3 separate regions of the Danio rerio genome follow, and regions 2 and 3 are each linked to region 1. Evidence: chromatin contacts called from public HiChIP or PLAC-seq and Micro-C data. All regions are on one chromosome and are shown on one strand. The core of a region is the stretch at or near the end of the contact, and the rest is flanking DNA. Distances in the headings are between cores, read along the strand shown.

Region 1 (3,253 bases), core at 204-2,703:
GGTCTGAGCCAGCAATGCTAGGGGACTCTTTTTAGCATCCAGCTATGGGAAAAAAAGAAGAAATTTTAAATGAATGATTTTGGTTTTCTTACCACCAACAAAATGACACTTCATTTATAGACCAATTTTTTGGCATGCCCTCAGTGATATGTCATATTTCAAGGAAGATGCAATAATTCTATTTACGCTTGGATTATTTATAAATGACATCATCATCATAAAAAACTCGCATGGATATTAAATTTTATTTTAAATGATGTTAATTTGCATGTCAAGGGTGAATTAAATCACTTGACATATTGTTGTAGTTTTTGCAGCACTCAAAGTGTGCCGAGCATGCAGAGTTTTATACAGGTTATTAAAAAGATTGCACAATTTACTTTTTTAAAGTTCCATTTGTGTGCCAAAAAAGCACGTAGATGCTGGAAGCTTTAACCACCTAAGAGCAGTAAAGGCGCACGTCAGTAGCGATTAAGGAAATGTGAAACCTTAAAATGTTGCCAGAGCACGGCCTCATCTAAATCCGGACTATTTCTTCAAACTGCCGCTGAATCGCTTTCAGGATCTTTCGGCTAAATCCGAATTACATATTAAAACGAGCCGCGCAACATGGAGCTTAGAGCTAAAAAACGTTGACGCAAAATATTGCGTGTACTACACGACTCGGGCACAAAATAAAGAGAACACCCTTTCGCTTTATAGAAACTAGGACAAACACGCAACTCTAACACATACAAATGTAATGTATATATTTTTACTTCGCAGAAGTAAGAAACAAATGGTTTAGAAGTCGTACCTCAATGCTCACGGGCGCCGAGCTGAGCGGCTGGAGATACTCTGGGTGAAGTATGTGACTTGTGTGAGCGGTCAACATTTTGAGAATCCGTATAGGCAGCCTTTTCTCCTGACGCGCGGGATCACGGTACGGCAGTGAGGCGATCGAGTCGACCTGGAGTCCTAAACAAGTGGGCGAACTATCGTTGGTAATGTAATGACTTTTAAAGGTCTGCTGGTTCCGTGGACTGACTGCAAATCCAGGAGGCAGTTCGCTCATCTGGATCGGGGCGGATCAGAGACCTGTCGAGGGCAGCGACGGGGCGGGTGTTCAGTTTTCATTTAGAGATATCCAGTGTTTTCAGTATAGAGCCAAACGACATTATATCCCGTGAAATATCCAGTTGAAACATCAGCTCTGCCTGTAGTCCAGAGAAAGAGAGCTGTTACAGTGTCTATGAAGAAGAACGTACACTCCGTCTCCACATCGTTCCGTCACCGAATCGGTGTTGCTCGAAACCCCAGCAGGATCGCGAGTCCTTTACGCGCAAACGACGACTTGACAAATATGAGAAGTATTGTGTACTTGTCTTAAAATAAAAAGAAACAAACAACAAGGCAGAATATCGTGTCAAATAATGGCATTCCGTTGGTCCGTGCGCTCTCCGGTGTGTGTTCACTACACCCTCCGTACGCATATACACTGTGCTCGTACGGGAGATCTGAGGGAGAACTTCAAAGCGCTCAGCCGCCGTCCAATCACATGCATCTGCATCGGTAATAAGTGGGTAGGCACAACAGAGGCGGAGACTGTCCTCCTCTTTCCTCTGACTCGCTCCGGACCCGCTGGCCAAGTGTTTGATCGTTGTATGTCAAAACACGCAAAGGCTGTGGCATGCCGGTTTACCATTTATTTGATATATTATTGCCATTTTTTACTGGTATTTATTTTGTAGTTTTACATTTAAATACTACTGCTGAATGTAAACACTTATAGTTATAATAAAAACTATAGTATAATCAATAGTATCTTGTTTGTTTTCACAATCTATTGCAATCTTCAACTCTATTATACTTTACACTGTTTATTTGTTTGCTAATAGGCATGGGCTGGTATAAGATTCTAATGGTCATGATAACACTAATGGTCACGATAACAAAGGTTTCACGGTGACGTTATTGTGATTACTGCTCTAAAATATGTTCTGTGAAAAATACCAACAACTTTTTATTCCTTGAACACAATATATTTTATTTTACCAACATTTAAAATGTTTTAGAATTGTAAACATGTCAAGCTAAATAATTAAAATGAATCATTAACTTCTGCTATTTATTAGTTAACACAACACAGATTTCTTTACAACCTGAAAAGGCATCTTTGGATATCTGTCTTTACTTTGAGTATGAAGTAAGTAAGCCACTGCACTGTTCAGATGCTGGATGTTGGTTTATAAGCAATTTGTATCTCAGCTGTTTGCTGAATCATGTGCTGACTAGTAGCTTTTGATTTGGAGGATCCTTTTTTGCTGAAGCTACTGCTGCCCTTAAAAAACTAAATAACTGTAAAACATGTAAAAAAAACACTTAAGGAAAGGTATAACAGATTTTTTGTTTGCGGTTTTAAAACCTTGACTTTTCCAAACTGCGGTAAAGGGTTATTATCCCATGCCTATTTGCTACTATTTTTGCCTGCTATTATTATTATTTTTAAATTTTTTTTGTCGATCCAATCATGAGTTGACATTGCTAAATCTGAAATGTTGTGAGCTTGTCCACTTTCAGCCACTTTCAAAGGCAGTTGAAAACACATTAGACAGGATTGCTTTCAAAGTGTAAATGCTCATGTGGTCGAATGCGCTCAGAGAGCTGCACACAAACAAAAATAAAACCTAATTTATAAACATTAGTGCTTTTGAAGTGCACTGGCCAGACAAGATTTCAATTAAATCATCTGAAATCACAAGTCTGGTTTGAAATTTAGAAAGCACAATGATTTATCATCAATGCATTAAAGCTATTTTTATAGCGTTTTTCATCTATAATACAAAATACCCCTCATCATACTACATTAATTAGTGAAAAATGTATTTCTAATTAAATATGTGTTTTACACTTAAACATAATTTGTCCATTACGATGATAACTGTGCAAGTAGATGGTTGTATTAAAAAGGGGAAAGCAGAGATTGTGGTAGCAGTTCTTTTTTTAGGTCAAACAAGTCAAATGATACTGAGCAATGCATTCATACATAATAACAGCATGCCTATGTGTGCGCCTCCAGTTCTGGAATGTTAATAACTTTATTACATTATCCCATGTTACTTTGCCATTGAAGTAATTTAGCTAACTTAATTATGCAATGAATTGGCTTAATCATTGAAAAATGAAGCCTGACAGAGGCTATTACAGGGAGACCGTGCTAATTCGTGTCTAAGTAACTTTGAAGTTCAGTATATTTAATGGCTTTGATTGTTCG
Region 2 (3,409 bases), core at 185-2,684, 130 kb after region 1:
GTGTGTGATTACATGAGGATGAGTGATGGCAGAAGAACTAATAGAAGCCATCTGTCCCAGTAATGAACACACTCATCTTAACGAGCTGTTTTTAATTAAGGCCCACTGCATTAGCCATGATATGTTGCTTATCAGCAGTCTCCGTCATTATGCAAATATAATAAAGATCATCAAGCAGCATAGAAATTAATAACTGAAGTGGCTGCCAAGTTTTGTTTAATGAATCTAGCAGAGATTTTGTATCGCCTCGCCACACTCATGACAATGACGAGATTTATGTTAAAGGTGGTTCTGAGGGCAGATTTTGGACCAAGATCCAATGATGTTGGAAGTAACAACAGGTTTATTTAACAGGTTCATAATCCAGTCGCTTTGCTGAGTTTTAAAAACAAGATGCTAACATGCTAGTACCAGGATAACTGCTTTTTTGTACACAGAGGAGATTATCCAAAAGACATTTGGAAGATGCTTCAATCCAACCTGACAAATTCTAGCGATTTTATTAGTATGTATGTTTTCTTGGACTCAATCCCGTGACCTTGGCAATGCTAACTTCATGCTAACATCGTACTCACGCTTTTCTAACTTCACTCTGCTTAATTAAAATCTCCAGCAGTCACAAAAAGGCTCATTTTCTATCCATATAAGCAGTCGATTGACTGTAGGGTGAATATTAATCTACTTAAAATCATTTCCGTGTGGCTCAGGGTCTGTAATGTCCACAGTGAGCCGAGGATAGACATAGGGAACGAATTGAAAGCCGGAGAAAGTCCAGAGCTGGAATGAAAACCTGCCCTCAAGCTCAAACGGCGACTTAACACTGCTGAAAGACCTGACAGCACTGCGTAACTCAATATGCTACCATGAGTAAATGGAAAGGACGTGGAATTGCAAGAGAATAACCACAATACTTCCCTGGGAAAACGACGATTAATCCAGATCTTTCTCTCTCCCCCTTTTCTGCTGTACTTAGTTTATACTGTATACATTATTGGTTTTGTGTGTGCAGCACACCCTGCTTTGCTTCAAAGACTGTGTGTGTGTGGGAGGGAGGGAGGCGAGCAGGCGCCCCTCGCTGACCCCGTGGTCATTAATCTCTCTCCTTGTCAGGGTAATGGATGATGATGGACAAGCCAGTGTTTGCTACGTATCACTGCACACATACTCTAAAAAACACTCTTGGTGCCCCACTGACAGCTCCACACACACACGCACACTCAGTCATTCAGTAGTTGACAGTGTCTGAAGCAATCAGTCAGTGGCTTGATGCTAAATCTGCGCTCTGTGTGTGTGTGTGATGTTGAAGTGTGTGTGTTTGTGGAAGTGTGGTGTAGAGGTGAAGTGTTAGCAGTAAGCCCCCTTTTCTGTAATACAGCATGGTCATTGTATGGAGCTCTGCTAACTCACTGTGGCACATACAGACTAATGCTGATGCCTAGGCCTCAGTCGCTCCCTCTGCTGGTGGAGCAGGGCAGTTCAGCCTGTGGTGGACGCTCACTTTTGTCTACTACATCAGCATCTCTGTAAATTATCACATTGTGTAGTTTTGGAAAGAATTATTAGAAAATTACTTCAAAAGTTTTTGGAATATTTCACCCAAGTTTTAGCAACTAACTTTTTTTTACTTCAGCTGTACATTACAAACATCAAACATGCTCTTTGGGGATTCATAAACTGCAAGTAGCTGCATTTTAAGAATCAAATCAACATATACTGTACAAGAAAACTAAATTAAAACCTTTTAATGGTCTATTGGAGGATCAGTCAGCGCATGAACCAAACATTATTACCTTTAATCCTGTGGCTTTTTTGTGTTTTACTATTTGGACATGCTCTCCCTACATTTAAAGAGGTAGTTTACTCCAAATTACAAAGTCTGTTATCATTTACCCATGTGCCATTCTATGAGAAATTTGGGTAACACTTTATTTTTTTAGGTCCATTTGAGTATTAGTAGGCTGTCTTCTTAATATTTGTTGATACTGCTCCTTCAACAGACATTAAACTGACTATAAGAAACTTTGCAAGTACATGCCAACTTACACTAACCCCAACCCCAACCCCAACCTAACAGTCTATTCAGAATCTAATGAGAAGTACTTGGCATGTATATGCAATATAACTTAAATTCAACAAACAGACCATCAAAATAAAATGTGATGAAATTTGTTCATCTTCAGAGTCTTCAAACCATTGATTAAGAGATGAAGAGATTGGATCATTGTATAAGATGCAAAAATTTAGGCTTTTATTCTCATTAAAAAAGTAATCAGATTACAGTATTCAGTCAAGCAAACATAATCATGCTTGCTTAATGCATGAGAACCAATGAGGCTCATTCTTGCATTTCAAGCAGCAAATGAAAGAACCAGTAAGGTTTGTTCTCACGTCAAGAAGCAAGTATGGTTGAGCTTGTGTTTGTTTTAGTTTTCTTGCAAGTGATCATGAAATTTGGAATTCGTCTATATAATATAAAGCTGGGGTGACCAAACTCGGTCCCGGAGGGAGCTGAGTTTAGCTCCAACTTGCTTCATATCTAGCAAGAACTTGATTAGCTGGTTTAGATTAGATTAGATGTGTTTGATTAGATTTAGAGCTAAACTCTAGGACACCGGCCCTCTAGGACTGAGTTTGGACAGCCCTGATATAAATTTAAAAAAAATTAGTAAATTTATAATTAGTAAATTATAAATTAGTTAAAAAAAACTTTACTGACATGGCAATTATCAGTGTTGAGCACATTCCTTTAAAAAAGTAATTAGTTATAGTTACGAGTTACATCTCACAAATAGTAACTGAGGTACATAATTATAAAATTAACTAATTACCAGCGAAAGTAACTATTGCGTTACTGTCAGATGACCATAAAATCATTATAAACCATTGTATACTAATCCACACTATTTTAATTTTGTTATGGGACAATGTGGGAGACAATGGCAGCATGTCCTCAACTATATATCTAGATATAATTTGGTTGAATTCTGTCTGAGTAATAAGTGTTTGCGGTGGAGAAAAATGAAGTTTTATTTGCATTGACGTTGTGGCTTCATCTCCTGTAATGGTTGCAGAGCTCACATTATCACCTGCGTAGTTACTAATTTTGTGGGGGTATGTGATGACGTGAGGGGCTTCATTAGATTAGAATTACTTGTCACAGACGGAGAGAGACTCTTTTTTTCCTGGGCATAAGTTCCACAATACATCAACATTCTTGCCTTTCACCTCATCGAGGGAAAAGTAGTGCTCATATTTCCAGTTTGCAAACTCTACCTTTCAACTTGTTGGATTTGCCATCGTTCTGACTCCTGAATGTTGGTGTGTGCCACTGATGTGTGCGCAAACCCGCTCTACCTCTGATTGGTAAACAGTGGGAATGTACTCTATCTAAGCCAATCATCTGCGCCTT
Region 3 (3,314 bases), core at 622-3,121, 190 kb after region 1:
ATAATATTTTGAATGTAGATGTAATTGGTATCAGTGCAGTCTGATGTTGTCCTATAGCTCGATGATAAAATTTTAAGAATTATTCATTAATGTTGTGTTGATTCTGGACAAATTATTCATTTTTTTTTCTGTGTGTAAAAGAGTCTTTATTTGTCTTAATTCTTTCCAGTACTGCAGTGTTTGTAAACTAAACATGAAAATGAAATTTGCTGAGTTGATAAGAGACATGATTTAGTAAAAGAGGGTTAAAATACTATATTGTTTTCTATAGTTTACTCCCATTTTATAATGTGAATTCATGAATGCCATTATAAACGTAAAGTTGTTTATTAATAATAAAGATAAAAGTTTCATAAAGTCATATGAAAACATTTGCATTTGCAGTGTTTATTGTGAAATGATATATAAGGATCTACATTAAACTGCAGTACATATACATTCTTAGTTTGATTTCTGTGTGAAACAGATTTGAATGTAACAGTATCTCCACATGTGCCCATATGCTTTCTGCAGTATAAACAAGACACAAATGAAAGGCAAACGTGAACTTTTTGAGAAACAGAGGAGGGTGACAGAATTTGATTACCCGTTTGCTGCCTCGTCTGATTAACCCTTGTGTATGTTCATAGCACAATACTTTCAAGAATATATACAAGTGCAGATGTGCTTGATTTATTTATTTTTTAAGTACCATTCATACAAGTAGATGTTGGGGCGTTGTAATTGCAAGTGTTAAATATTACAATAATTCACACACACATACAAATCAGCTTGCCTTGTATAATCTGCATTCAGATACTATTGGTGACTAATACACCCCTGCATATTTGTAACTTTTGGTAGACAAAATTATTGTATGACATTTTACATATACGATCAGTTTTGGGCAGCGATGCCCAAACTCAATCCTGAAGGGCCGGTGTCTTGCAGATTTTAGCTTCATCCACAATTAGACACACCGGAACCAACTAATCAAGCTTTTACCAGGTATTCTAAAAAGCTTCTGGCAAGAGCAAGTTGAAGCTAAATTCTACAGGACTTTGGCCCTCCAGAACTTAATTTGGGCAGCCCTGGTGTAAAGTACCTTATTGGACACTTTTAATGCTTCCAAACTGTTTGCTGTGTGTCTTAAGGTAGTTCAGTATGATGGGATTTACTTTCTATGTAGGCTACGGTTTGATTGGACGGAATTTTCTAATTCCCATAGATAGGAAAAAATAGAGTAGTGACTGCAGGTTGAAGGAAGTAGTGGAGTAAAACACACACAGCACTAATGTACTCAAGGGAAGGTACACATTGTTAAAACTATGTAGTAAATTACTAATCCTGAGAAAAAAAACTACTCAGAGTAATTTGAGTATTTGTAATCTGTTACTTTACACACTGTATACGACATATATTTTATATTTGAAATCCAAACACGAAATTGTATATCTTTTATACAGTGTATCACATAGGCTACATAATTTGCATATTAGATTTGAATAGGACATTAGTAAATCAACAGATTCATTGGAAAGATTCGACTCAACGACTCGTCAACAAAGTTTGGCATGTTTGAAAAACTTGTTACACGTGTATTCATGTTTTAACAACTACATAATGACATAAAATTACACTCGAGTGTGCTCTCACATTCACAAAATTCATTCTTACACACTTGATAAATGCAATTTTGTGAGTGTTGGGTAATGCACGGGTGTAGTATTTATTTCATTTCCCCAATAATCACACAAATAGTATCAAGACTTCCTAAATTGCAATTCAGCGACATCGGAAGCAAGTTTCTTCAGTAAATATGAATCAAGCCGATTGGGCCAATCACATGTGCGTGGGCGCCGGTTGAGAGGCGTGTTCAGAAAGATCTGATGCTGCTCAGCTCTGCAGTGAAGATGGCGGAGAGAAGACACGGCCATCTGAAGCCAATCAGCAGAAAATGCCTATGATTGCATGCTGGCTTCAGTAGACGCGTTGTCTAATTGGGTAAGTAAAAGAAAATCGTTTGCTCAAACATCAGTGATATTTTCTCCTGCCGACGTTAATCTTTATCGCGCATGCTTTGGTCGAAAAGGTTCGGTTGGCGTGTACGATTCATTCTTATACCGTATAAGGACTCACTAATCGAGTCTTCGACTGGTTTCTGCCGAACAAAATAAAAAGCTTGAACAAACCTGGTTTAATAGCCGAGCAATGTGACGTTAAATTGTAGTTTTTAATGTCGTGAGGAATTGCAGCCATTTTGTTTAGCTTCGCTTAGCCGACAATTTAGCAAGGGCCTTTGGGGCTTCAGCTTGTTATGATGCGTTTTAAATACAGTGTTTATTTTTTAGGCTGTCATGTAGCTACATCACACTACAGTATAGCAAATAAATACACAGTTAATATGAGGTAATGCCACTTCGTTATGCGTTGTGATGAGTTAAACGTTGAAAATGCAGAGTTTTGCACTCTTAATTTGCTCTTCCAATATAAAATTAGCATTTAAGACCTGGAAATGTTTTATTTTGTTTGTAATTAGAGCTAAAATGCACCATAAATGCATGGCTTGATTTTATTTTTAAACTAAATGCATCTTCCTCAGTGTTTCTGTGTTCTTTAAATTATCGTTTGCATTTACTTAATTTCAAAACCTAAAGAAACTATTCATTACAAGTCAGTTTTAATGTGCCATAAAACTTTTTCCCAATGTCTCTTGATTTTTCTTTTTCCTTTCTCTTTTTCAGTACTGACAGAAGATCTGGCCTCCTGGGATGGACAGTGCTTAGATATGGGAACCATTTAAGCTGAATGCATTGTGATTTCCAATAATTGAGACAGTAATTTCTAAAAAGCTGTCTACATTAATGAAAAGAACAATGTAGTCAGCTTAGCATATTCAACCATGTACATGACTATTACTAAATAGGAGTTTCAAGCTTTATAATGTATACATGCATGTGTTAGGGCTGCAATTGTTTTAGTTAAATCGGGCACATCTCTCCCCAATTGTGTTCTTGTATCAGTTTTAGCATAGCTATTTTTAAGAAATTAAATATGGATGTAAATGAGATTTTACCTCCCCTCCCATTGGAGCCACCTGACGCAGTATTGGCGGGGAATGATTACAGTAAAGCACCTCCACCACCTCCCCTGCAAACGTCCAGTGACGCAGAGGAAATGGACGTTAGCTCTGGTGGTGATGGACACCAACACACCCCAGCAGTGGACAGGGACGAACAGCTTCTCCTCAACAAACGCACATTGTCTGTTAGTAGCCGCCCATCAGATAGTACTGACCCCATGACTACTTGCCCTAGAACCGCTCGCCATGCTCC

The links. Hi-C and Micro-C count contacts between places; a contact is called where the count stands out from the background. HiChIP or PLAC-seq counts read pairs in DNA pulled down with a chosen protein or histone mark.
Region 2: a contact with region 1 is called in a Micro-C map of caudal fin, with 6 times the contacts expected there. The contact joins the enhancer-like site here to the promoter of znf703 in region 1. A contact is called at or near these places in 8 of 18 Hi-C or Micro-C datasets (caudal fin, embryo, hematopoietic stem cells and 1 more) and 3 of 4 datasets of contacts at active chromatin or transcription factors (caudal fin, embryo and gastrula embryo).
Region 3: an H3K4me3 HiChIP or PLAC-seq map of pancreas shows a contact between it and region 1, with 11 times the contacts expected there. The contact joins the promoter of dgcr8 here to the promoter of znf703 in region 1. A contact is called at or near these places in 2 of 18 Hi-C or Micro-C datasets (caudal fin and an unstated tissue) and 4 of 4 datasets of contacts at active chromatin or transcription factors (caudal fin, embryo, gastrula embryo and 1 more).

What each region holds. Positions count from the first base shown.
Region 1 is chr5:24,989,837-24,993,089 of GRCz12tu, forward strand. znf703 (zinc finger protein 703) reads right to left here and starts at 1,454. Exons shown (of 2, transcript NM_131822.1): 1 at 797-1,454; 2 at 1-42. The coding sequence starts at 1,054. The region is part of intron 3 of LOC141385810 (a long non-coding RNA gene); the gene reads left to right.
Region 2 is chr5:25,119,012-25,122,420 of GRCz12tu, forward strand. No RefSeq gene overlaps it. Among named protein-coding and RNA genes, the nearest start is that of tia1l, 55 kb to the right of the region's middle. Within about 2 kb of position 1,435, at least 24 of the 62 cell types and tissues checked have an H3K27ac peak or open chromatin away from gene starts, as enhancers often do.
Region 3 is chr5:25,176,135-25,179,448 of GRCz12tu, forward strand. dgcr8 (DGCR8 microprocessor complex subunit) reads left to right here and starts at 1,872. Exons shown (of 14, transcript NM_001122749.1): 1 at 1,872-1,983; 2 at 2,724-3,314. The coding sequence starts at 3,034. mir1306 (microRNA mir-1306) reads left to right here and starts at 3,117; the gene lies at 3,117-3,185.